Regions from separate parts of the Mus musculus genome. Here all the other regions are linked to region 3. Evidence: chromatin contacts called from public promoter capture Hi-C data. All regions are on one chromosome and are shown on one strand. The core of a region is the stretch at or near the end of the contact, and the rest is flanking DNA. Distances in the headings are between cores, read along the strand shown. Region 1 overlaps Trpm3 (transient receptor potential cation channel, subfamily M, member 3). Region 2 overlaps Trpm3 (transient receptor potential cation channel, subfamily M, member 3). Region 3 has its middle 94 kb from the start of Trpm3.

Region 1 (2,971 bases), core at 124-2,623, 280 kb before region 3:
TCTCAGACTCGTCTTTAGGTGGCTTCCTAGAACTACAATTATTGATTCAAATGAAATGAGCACCTTCTCTTCTCACTCCATAACTTTCGCCATGAGGTTGGGCAGCTTGAGGACCCTGATGCCTGCTCTCCTGTGTACCTGAGTCGAAGGCTGAGATGCTGACATCACCATTGCATCTTATAGCCTGTGTGTGATCTTGAGTCTTTGACCTCCCCTCTCCTAGCTGAAGGTGTGAGGTACCCAACCATGTTCATCTTGTTCTAATAAATACATCTTGACCACTTAGTCTACAAAGTGATTTCTCAAGGCTTATGTCTATGAAGATAGAGCAAGAACAGGGCTTGGCAAATTTCCCTGTCCTGTGAGCGGAACCTACCTTATTGTCACTAAAGTGACCACAATGCCTTCACATGACACATACACAGGTAGCAAAGAGCTTGGGCCCCCAGGTTTACTACACAAACATATTTCCCTGCCTGCGCCTCTCCAGCAGATGGTGCTGTTTTTCCAATGTTTAAACTTACTTCACTGCAAATTATAACTTTTGATTGATTGTGCAGGGCTGCTCAAGGGTCTTTAATGAAGTCTACTTTGCGCTTTGCTAGTATTGAAATTGCTCACAGGCCCCAAATCGAATGGGAAAAATGAGACGGCGTACCTCAAACATAAAACCAGTCTGCTCAGATTGATGAAAACAACGTGTTTGAAAAGTACCGAGGGCAACCAAATGATGAATCACCTCCCCACAGCAATGATGGATTAAATTTAACTTCTTTCCTAGTGACTTAACTTATTTCCTAGTAGCATAGGAGAAAATGGTTTGGGGACGCTGTGAAACTCTGAGATGGGAGTTGAACAGGGTCAGTTACAGAAGACCGTGAATCGTGATAGGGTTTCATATTGTTCTTAGGGCAGATGCCTACAAATCGTGAGTATTCCTAGGTCATGAATTAAATGGCGGGTGTTAGAAGTTACTGATTTTGCCAAACAATTTGCTGTTTGGCTAGAGGAAGAGGTGTAAGAGCTCCTTTTGGCCAGCAGGAGCAGAGATCAGTTCTTCTTGTCCACATGGGTTGCAAGTCCTCTTTAACACAGCTGGGGCTCAGAAGAACTCTTTGCTTTGTTGAGGCAGTGTTTACAATGAGGAAAGTAGGCCAGTCTAACCTTCCTGAGAACAGTGTCAGTCCGGGTGAGGATTCGATTTCAATGAGGTACCTTGTCTTCTATTCATGACCAGGGAAGAAAAGAGTCCTCTTAGAAAAGGAAAAGAACAAATCCAAACAAACAGAAAACAGACCACCCTTAAAATTCAGCCCACAGTCGGCACATCCCAAACACCAGTTACCAAATCCACAGAGAAAATCCATCCAAGTTTCAGAAGAGCAAACACAGTACACAGCCTACTGGCAGTTGGTTGCCAAGGCAATGAGCTATAGTAATTTCTACTCCAACTTTGGAATATGATGGATATGTTGTTACATGTTAGTCAAAGAAACAAACATATATTACAAATTATCTAAGTAAGGAATGCCGAAGTCCAAAGCAGGACAAAACAGTATTTCTCAATTATTTCTAAACATTTCTGGATTAACCCAATTATGGACTATTTTTATATAACCTGGTAATACTAAATATATGAGCCCCTTTTATTTCACACACATACACATGATTGTACATGGACTTGTTTTTTTAAAAAAAAAAATCACAAAGGTAGAGTCTCCCTTGCTGGGCATTTGAATAGAGGCAGGGCGAGAAGCGTTAACATTCTATTTGAGATCCCTTGGTATCTAATGACATCTCAAAAACAAGTCACAACTTATGTAAGCTAACTCCTGCTTTAAGGAAATACAGAGATCATTATCTTTCTTAACCTATACTCCAGTTTTGGCCTTTAATGCTAGAACTTAACAAATCGAATCATGTGTAAACCAGCAGGCATTGCCTTTAGATACCTAACTTGCTCATCTCCACATCAGCTCCATCTGATGGATTTTGTTTTGTTTTGTTTTGCTCCTTGAAGTACATCACATCTGGTGATTGGTTTTACTCCCGGGGATGCTTAGGGTAGACATTTTGAAACTAAATTTTTTTTAAAGCTATCAGTGACTTTATAGATTTGAGATCATAAATGTTCATGTGGCAAAATATATCAGCTAAGACTTACAGTCAGAGAAAACCTTTGCTGACAATGGTTCCCTTGTCAGGCAATAGATTCAATCACAAAGTTTTCAGCTTAAAGGTGAAAATGAACCAGCTCTAAGGGGACTCCATTGCCAGTCATGTGAAAGCTGGTGTGAGAAATCTCCATGACCGTCACAGTTGAAGGGCTCAGTCATATTTGTCAGGGTCTCATACCATAGTTTATTATCGGCATACAGAAATGCTTTCCCATTTATCATCACATTGTATCTGAGAATTCATTGCACTCGGTTCTCTTTTCAAGGGAAGCCAAGAGAACCCGAGAAAAGTTATTTTATGTGTAAGCTTAAGAGACTGCATCTCCCTACATTTTTGTAGGTAATCAAATTTACTTTCATATGATCATACTCTGTATGTAGGAGATAAAAATACATCAAAGCATGGATAAGACACAGTCAGATGTGAGTTGAGTGATGCCAACAAATGCTAGTCACAGCATTGCCTAAGAAACAGTAAAATAGTTTAAACACCCCAGGCAGACTTAAGGACATTGTTGCCTTCCAAGTCAACTTCATTACTTAGAAAAGCAACTTAAGTTAGAAAACTAAGCTTTCTTGTGGAGCAAAAGCAGAAAGTAAGCACACTATACACTTTCTCAGACTGCCTGTTTCCAGTAGGTCCTTTACAGGTCTCTGCTATTTACAAGGTCTTTTTGAACATTGTTCTGTGTTCCTGAAGTATGTTTGTTGGGTCTTGGCACTGTGGAGGGTGTCCCATTTCCTACAAAGGAGAGAGTTGGCAAAGACACAGCCACCTGTCCTGCCAGCGGTGT
Region 2 (3,138 bases), core at 401-2,900, 400 kb before region 3:
GTAAAGTGTTGGGAGATCCTGTTGCCTGGTGGGGGTGTTGGAACTGATCCCACACCACCTCATTATCTCCAGCAGTCTCAACAGTGATACTGACATTTGACTCCCCATCGGTGGTGCTGTGGTGCCGGACTCTCAATATGGTTCTTGTCAAGAGTAGACATACAGAACAAAGAGTGTGTTGCCATTGAGAGGCCATTTTGAGACAGTGCTGAGACAACCTCAGCCCCTGTTTCCACTTTGGAAGTGCAAATCTATTTCTAAGTGAAAAAATACTGTTTTTCATTGTATGGTATGTGTTTTTCTTAATACAGTGATAGCTCTTTATGAGCAAATAATGATGGTAATGTGCTTTTTTTTTTTTTAAGATTTGTTTGTTTGTTTATTTATTTATTTATTTTGGCTTTTCGAGACAGGGTTTCTCTGTGTAGCCCTGGCTGTCCTGGAACTCACTCTGTAGACCAGGCTGGCCTCGAACTCAGAAATCCTCCTGCCTCTACCTCCCGAGTGCTGGGATTAAAGGCGTGTGCCACCACGCCCGGCTGGTAATGTGCTTTTTAAAGAAGGTAATTACAAATGAATCCAAACAAGGCTGCATTTGCGTTTTGGGTTTGGAATGAAGTGTTGTCTTACACTAAGGGGATCAATTGATTTACCATTCAACCAGGGCACATTTATGTGTGTGTGTGTGTGTGTGTGTGTGTGTCCTCACTGATAATCACTGCAGTATACTAATTATAAACTGGAACAGCTGAATCCTGGACAAACCTTTACACACAGTTACACACTTATGGAGCGCAAGGTCACTTCTGATATTTCTTAAAGTAGACAGCAGTATAGGGTGTTTAAAAGAGGCCCTGAGTTTGTTTGTTCACTGTTGATCACACTGTTTCATGGGCTCCGTTTTCCATTCCTTCTAAACCCCAGCTGTTCGATATCAGAGCTATTCCTCTGTTTGCATGAGGAGAGATGAAGCCCCAGAGAACTCAATGATTAAGCAAAGGAACAGAGCTGCAATTCAGAGGCACCTGTGCTAATCTGTTAGGGGGGAAGATATCAGTTGAAAACTTTTCTCATGGCCTAGCCTATCCTCAGTGGTGCTAGAGATGGATCCTGTTACTTCTCATCTGGAGATGGATGCCACACCACATTATCATTTAAACTCATCCAGTATGATGATGAGAAGTTGGGAGTTATAGCCCAGAGGTATGCAGTAGGTTCTCTGAGACCTCAATCATGGGAGTATTTAATGTTTTTTTGTCCTATTCTATAGTCTATGTGAAACTGCCTTTTGTAGCTTCTGGCACCAAAAATCTATGTGGCTGCCGTAATAACTCGTGACCTTATTATCTAAAAGAAGGCTATCTTGAGATTATTAAGTAAAAATATGGCCCTTTCAGGGATGCCCTAGAATTGCAATCCTACTGTAAGGAAGTACTTTGCTCATTGAAAATGATTGGAAGAAGCAGTGTGTGTGGAAATCTCTTGCCAGTGTCTGCAAGGACAAAGGCTGTTCTTTTAGACCCATCAGCATCACTCGTGGGGGTCATTGCTTGAAATCCCACACTGGCCCCTCCCTGGGAGTCTCAGATCAGTGAGAATTTGTGTTTCAGCAGTTTTCCAGGCGCTGTTGCAGCTGCTGGTCCAGGGAGCACACTTTGAGAGCTAGTGGCTTAGCTTAAGCTGCAGGGGGAGGTAATAGAACAAAACAGCTGACATCTAAAGTGTGTCCCTGCTCAAGCAAATACAGGAAAAGTTCACGGGGTGAGACCCGAAATGCCCATCCACAATGTTCCTAGGAGTCTACTTTAAAGCGTGAGCCATCAGCAAGCCTTTTCCTTGAAGGGCCAGAGAAAGCGTTTCTTTTCAGCTCTGCCAGAGGATTGTGATCGTGGCACAGAACCATCGGGAGATATTTTATTCACAACAACAAATGTTGCAGTAAATCTTTGTTTACAAAAATAGATATGATGGATTTGACTCCTGGGCTACAGTTTGTGCACCTTTGGGCCTAGATAATGTTCTAAGGGAATTTGTAGAAGGGAAATCCTGTTAGTTCATTTATCCCGAGTATGCAATGGTAAATGACTAAGTTGGAAACACGCGTGCGTATAAACGGAGCGCTGTTGCACATTGAGCTGTACTGGTGGCACGCTGCTTTTGTTGGCAGATGAACTCCCTAGCAAGTCAAGCCCAGGACCTAGCTACTAGGGACTGTATAGGAAACTCGCAATGGGAGTTTCACTAGTGAAAACGTCTCATTTATACCCATGTTTTCTACTTTGGTAGTTTGCTTGTAAGTAAAGAATCGACTTACTAATGTAAGCTCAAAAGCTTTTTACAGTGATAGAAAACTAACTAGCACAGGGTTGGGGGAGGGTGCGGGACTAATATTTATAGCAAGTTTGAACTGAAAACATGATATGAAGGGAGGTTAGAGTCTATTTGATAGTGTCATTAGGCGACATTTCCTATGTATCTAAGTTTATGAACAACAACGTCTAGTGAAATAGTTCTTAGTGTTTGACCAATGGGAACATATAAATCAACAGGGCAAAACACATGCTGTTGTGTTTCAACAGGCCAGGGTCTGAGGCTGGAAAGCAAGGTGCAGGGAACGGCTGCCTAGACTTCACGCAGGCATGCTGTGCTCAGTTGTGGCTTGCTTCCCAGCCTCCCCCAGGATTTCATAACAATTCCTAATGTGCAGCACAGACGGTGCACACTTCCTGTGCTCTCCCTCTGGGTAGACGAGATGCTGCTAATGAGGCAGGGCTCAGCTCGGATTTGTTTGATGACCAGGAAAGCTGACGCTTCAATCTTCACCCGCCCTGATTTGGCAAAGGCACACACCTATTCTTTTTTTTTTTTTTTTTTTTTTTCCACTCTGCGTCTTTCCAGCAGGAATTGCCCACACGTCCCCACGTGGACCCAGAGATGCCAAGGCTTGTTAGGGTCGAGCATTCCCCTGCCTGCGTTTGGGGACTGGAGTGTTTGCCTTCTGGGCTGCGGCATGTAGACCTTTGCTGAGTTTGGAAACCTGGCTTCCAGTGTGGAACAGGGACAGCCTGTTTGTTGAGGGTGCCAAAAGAGAAAGGAAAAATCTGCTGCTTGCCTATTTGGCCACTATGAAGGCATGAA
Region 3 (3,225 bases), core at 487-2,986:
CATAGAGAGCTTAGCAGTCAGATCCAGTGGGAAGGTGCCCACCTTTTCACCGTGCCCCTTCTTTCTTCCTGTTCTGCATTTAAATTCCTATATCCACTTCCTGTGCCTGTGCTATGATGAGCTCACTCTGCAACTCCTCTTACCACCCTTGCCTATCAGTGGGGTCACTGTAGACGTGGGTTTCCTTCCGTGAGCTCATATTTGATGTCTATACTCCCTGCATCCTTATCCAAAAGTAACCAACTCCAAGCTCCGGACTCTACAAACAAATATGAAACGCCACGCGTAGCTAGGACAGGACTAGCCAGGCCACTCCTTTTACACTCCTGCTTCACTAGTCAGTAGTGTGAATTGTTCTGTTCTAAATAGCATAGGGTAAGATAAGAGGAAGTAGAATAAATCTTATACCCTTTAGAAACTTTAGTTTCAACTGACATATAAACCATGAAGGTCTATATATGGGTGGGGTATTATTGTGTATTATTTTGATGTGTGAACACATGTCACAATATCTAAATCAGGTTAAACTTTAAATATTGCTTTAAATATTTGTGATTTTTATGGTAAAACCTACAAAACCTCTTCAGATTTTTGAAATGTCTAATCTATCCATTTCCACCTACAGTCACCCTCTGTGCAGCAGAAGACCAGGGTCTGTTACCCTGACTGCAACTTGCTGACAGTTGGCTAGCTTTCCCCGTCCCTCCTGACCTTCCACTAAGATTCAGGAGAATGGCCATGTTTTGCCAAAGACTGAATTTCACTGTTCATTTTGTAAATGAACTTCACTTATAGCCCAAAGCACACTTTTTCTCTCTGGATACAATTTGACAATTAAAGTTTCAATATCAAATATTCATTTTCTAGGAAACAGTGGTTTTAAATATATGTAGATACTGTCAGCCACTCAGTTCTTGGTATAGGTAGTTGATGCAAAATTAAAAGGCATACTAGGGTGGGAAGGACTCAGGTTTTAATTTTCAAAGGTGTCATCTACATCAAAAAAAAAAAAACTTGCATCCATCCTTCCACAGGGAAGAGCTTTGATCAATTTAGAAAGTTATACAAATTCCAGGGAACTCTAGAGAACTGCAGTCTTCCAAATTAAATTGAACACAGAAGTCGATGTGAAAAAAATGTGCTTTAAATCTTTGTTAAATGAATCGTAGGTGTTGTTGTTACCATCAGAAATTCTTACAGAGTTTGGGAAAAATGCCAAAGTTTCAAAAACTCTAAAAGACAAAAATTTAGCTGGGCCTTTAAAAATATCACCCCAGGCTGCAGATTTCTCTGCAGCGGAGCGAACGTCTTTTTCTTTAATTCGGGCTGAATGAAATCCCGCTGACCCACTTTTAGATTCACCAGAAAGAAGGTAGCTGCATTGCCGCTGTCCTTTTCTCTTTAATTTTTTATATTACTAATCGGTTGCTACGGCACCAACTGCCCCCAGCTCAGACTGAGTGGTTTACGGCTACAATATATACTTATTATCGCACAATCCCTACTACAGGTCAGGAAGACTAGGCAGCATGACTGGGCGGGGTGTCACTCAAGGTGTGTACTGAGGATGGATCCAGGGTCCTGCGGAGCTGGGGCACTTAGAGGTTGCTCATGAGCGTGCCCACCTGACACGGTCTGCGTTCTTTATAACATTCGAACCTCTATATGAGGCTACAATGTCCTTACAGTGGGGCAGCTGGCTTTCTTCAGAGGCAGTGAGCCATGACAAAACAAGGCAATGCCACAGTGTTTTACGTGACTCAGCCTTGGCAGTCACCTCATTTCCAATCAGTTACAGAGAGGAATACAATTCAGCGTGTGAGGGAGCCATATAAGAGCGGCGGGTGGTGGGGTGGGGGTGCAACAAGATGCACAAACCACTGCTAAAGCTGTCAGGCTAGTGCTGCATACTACACTGGAAGATTCTAAATACCCACATATATTCTTCCCTGACTGCTAGAACAAAGCACTAAAATGGGGCAGGGGAGGCTTAGCGCTTAGACAACAGGACCCGGACCTTACCCCCACCCCACGAGGATTTCATGGTTCTGAACTCTACAAATTCAAGATGAAGCGCTGGCAATGTTAGTTTCTTCTGCAGCCTCTCTTTTGCTTGCTGTGTTTCTTTTCTTCCTGCCTTCACCAGGTCGTTCTTGTATTCCTGTCCGAGTCTTAACCTCCTCCCGATGAGAAAACCTGACACACTAGGGCTTCTCTTAATGTCATTTTAGCTTTGTTCTTGTAAGACTTCATCTCCTATATAGACACATTCCAGGATGCTAAAAGCAATGTGTTCAATGTGTGAGTTTTAAGGACGCACACTTCAAGGCATAGCAGTCTACTTTCCCTCACAGTACGCGTCTTCCATCCTGAGATCTGTAAAACCAAATATTCAGGCTCCTATTTAGATACCCCACATTTTTCCATAAATACTCATCTAATTGGCCATAATAGTGCATAGTTGTAATCCTGGCACTTGGGAAGTGGAGGCAGAAAGACTGGTCCAAGGCTAGCCTTGGCTACAAAAGGATTTTGAAGCCAGCCTGAGCTACATGAGACCTTGCCCCCACCCAAAAAAATCAAACTAACTAAAATAAAACAAACAAACCCTAATAGTAAATAAGCAACTGCCTCAAAGCTATCTATATATAGCTATAGATAGATAGATAGATAGATAGATAGATAGATAGATAGATAGATAGATAGATAGATGATAGCAAGCATAAGGTTTCAGCACAAACTATGTTTTTCTGTATGTGATCTTGCCCCTTGTGTGAAGCCCAATGTAATTCCACGCTGCCTGATCCCCACTCCACTCCAGCCTACATCTTTGTCCTTAATGTCACAGTCTGGTCATCATGCAAGACCCTGGCCCTGGCCCTTTTCTTTGTAGATAGTTTGAGGTACTACTGCAAGATGACTCTGACTCTCTTAAAAATCACCTCGCATCAAAGACCTTCCTGTCCATCATTCTATCAGGACCTCCCCCCTCTGCCCACTTCTTCTTTGTACCGTCCCTGTGGTTTGTCATGGTACAGTCTAAGCTAGTGCTTGAGTCCTAAATTATATTATGAGACCCATTACTTGTTTTTTGCAGCACATACCATAATGTCACAGTGTATCTATATGTGATATGAGCTCACACAGCCGATAGATGGAACAGAGAAATAGGAACAACTGTGGAGTCTACACTTCAGGATTTACATTTTCCAGAGTTTCTGATCA

The links. Promoter capture Hi-C pulls out the DNA fragments that hold promoters and counts their contacts.
Region 1: a promoter capture Hi-C map of hippocampal neurons shows a contact between it and region 3, with 5 times the contacts expected there. A contact is called at or near these places in 1 of 39 promoter capture datasets (hippocampal neurons) and 30 of 484 Hi-C or Micro-C datasets (3T3-L1-derived adipocytes, the AML12 cell line, the AtT-20 cell line and 23 more).
Region 2: a contact with region 3 is called in a promoter capture Hi-C map of hippocampal neurons, with 4 times the contacts expected there. A contact is called at or near these places in 3 of 39 promoter capture datasets (the 3T3-L1 cell line, embryonic stem cells and hippocampal neurons).

The regions. Positions count from the first base shown.
Region 1 is chr19:22,629,028-22,631,998 of GRCm38.p6, reverse strand. The region is part of intron 1 of Trpm3 (transient receptor potential cation channel, subfamily M, member 3); the gene reads right to left. Among named protein-coding and RNA genes, the nearest start is that of Mir204, 120 kb to the left of the region's middle.
Region 2 is chr19:22,753,278-22,756,415 of GRCm38.p6, reverse strand. The region is part of intron 6 of Trpm3 (transient receptor potential cation channel, subfamily M, member 3); the gene reads right to left. Among named protein-coding and RNA genes, the nearest start is that of Mir204, 4.2 kb to the right of the region's middle.
Region 3 is chr19:22,352,727-22,355,951 of GRCm38.p6, reverse strand. It overlaps a transcript of Trpm3 not described here. Among named protein-coding and RNA genes, the nearest start is that of Trpm3, 94 kb to the left of the region's middle.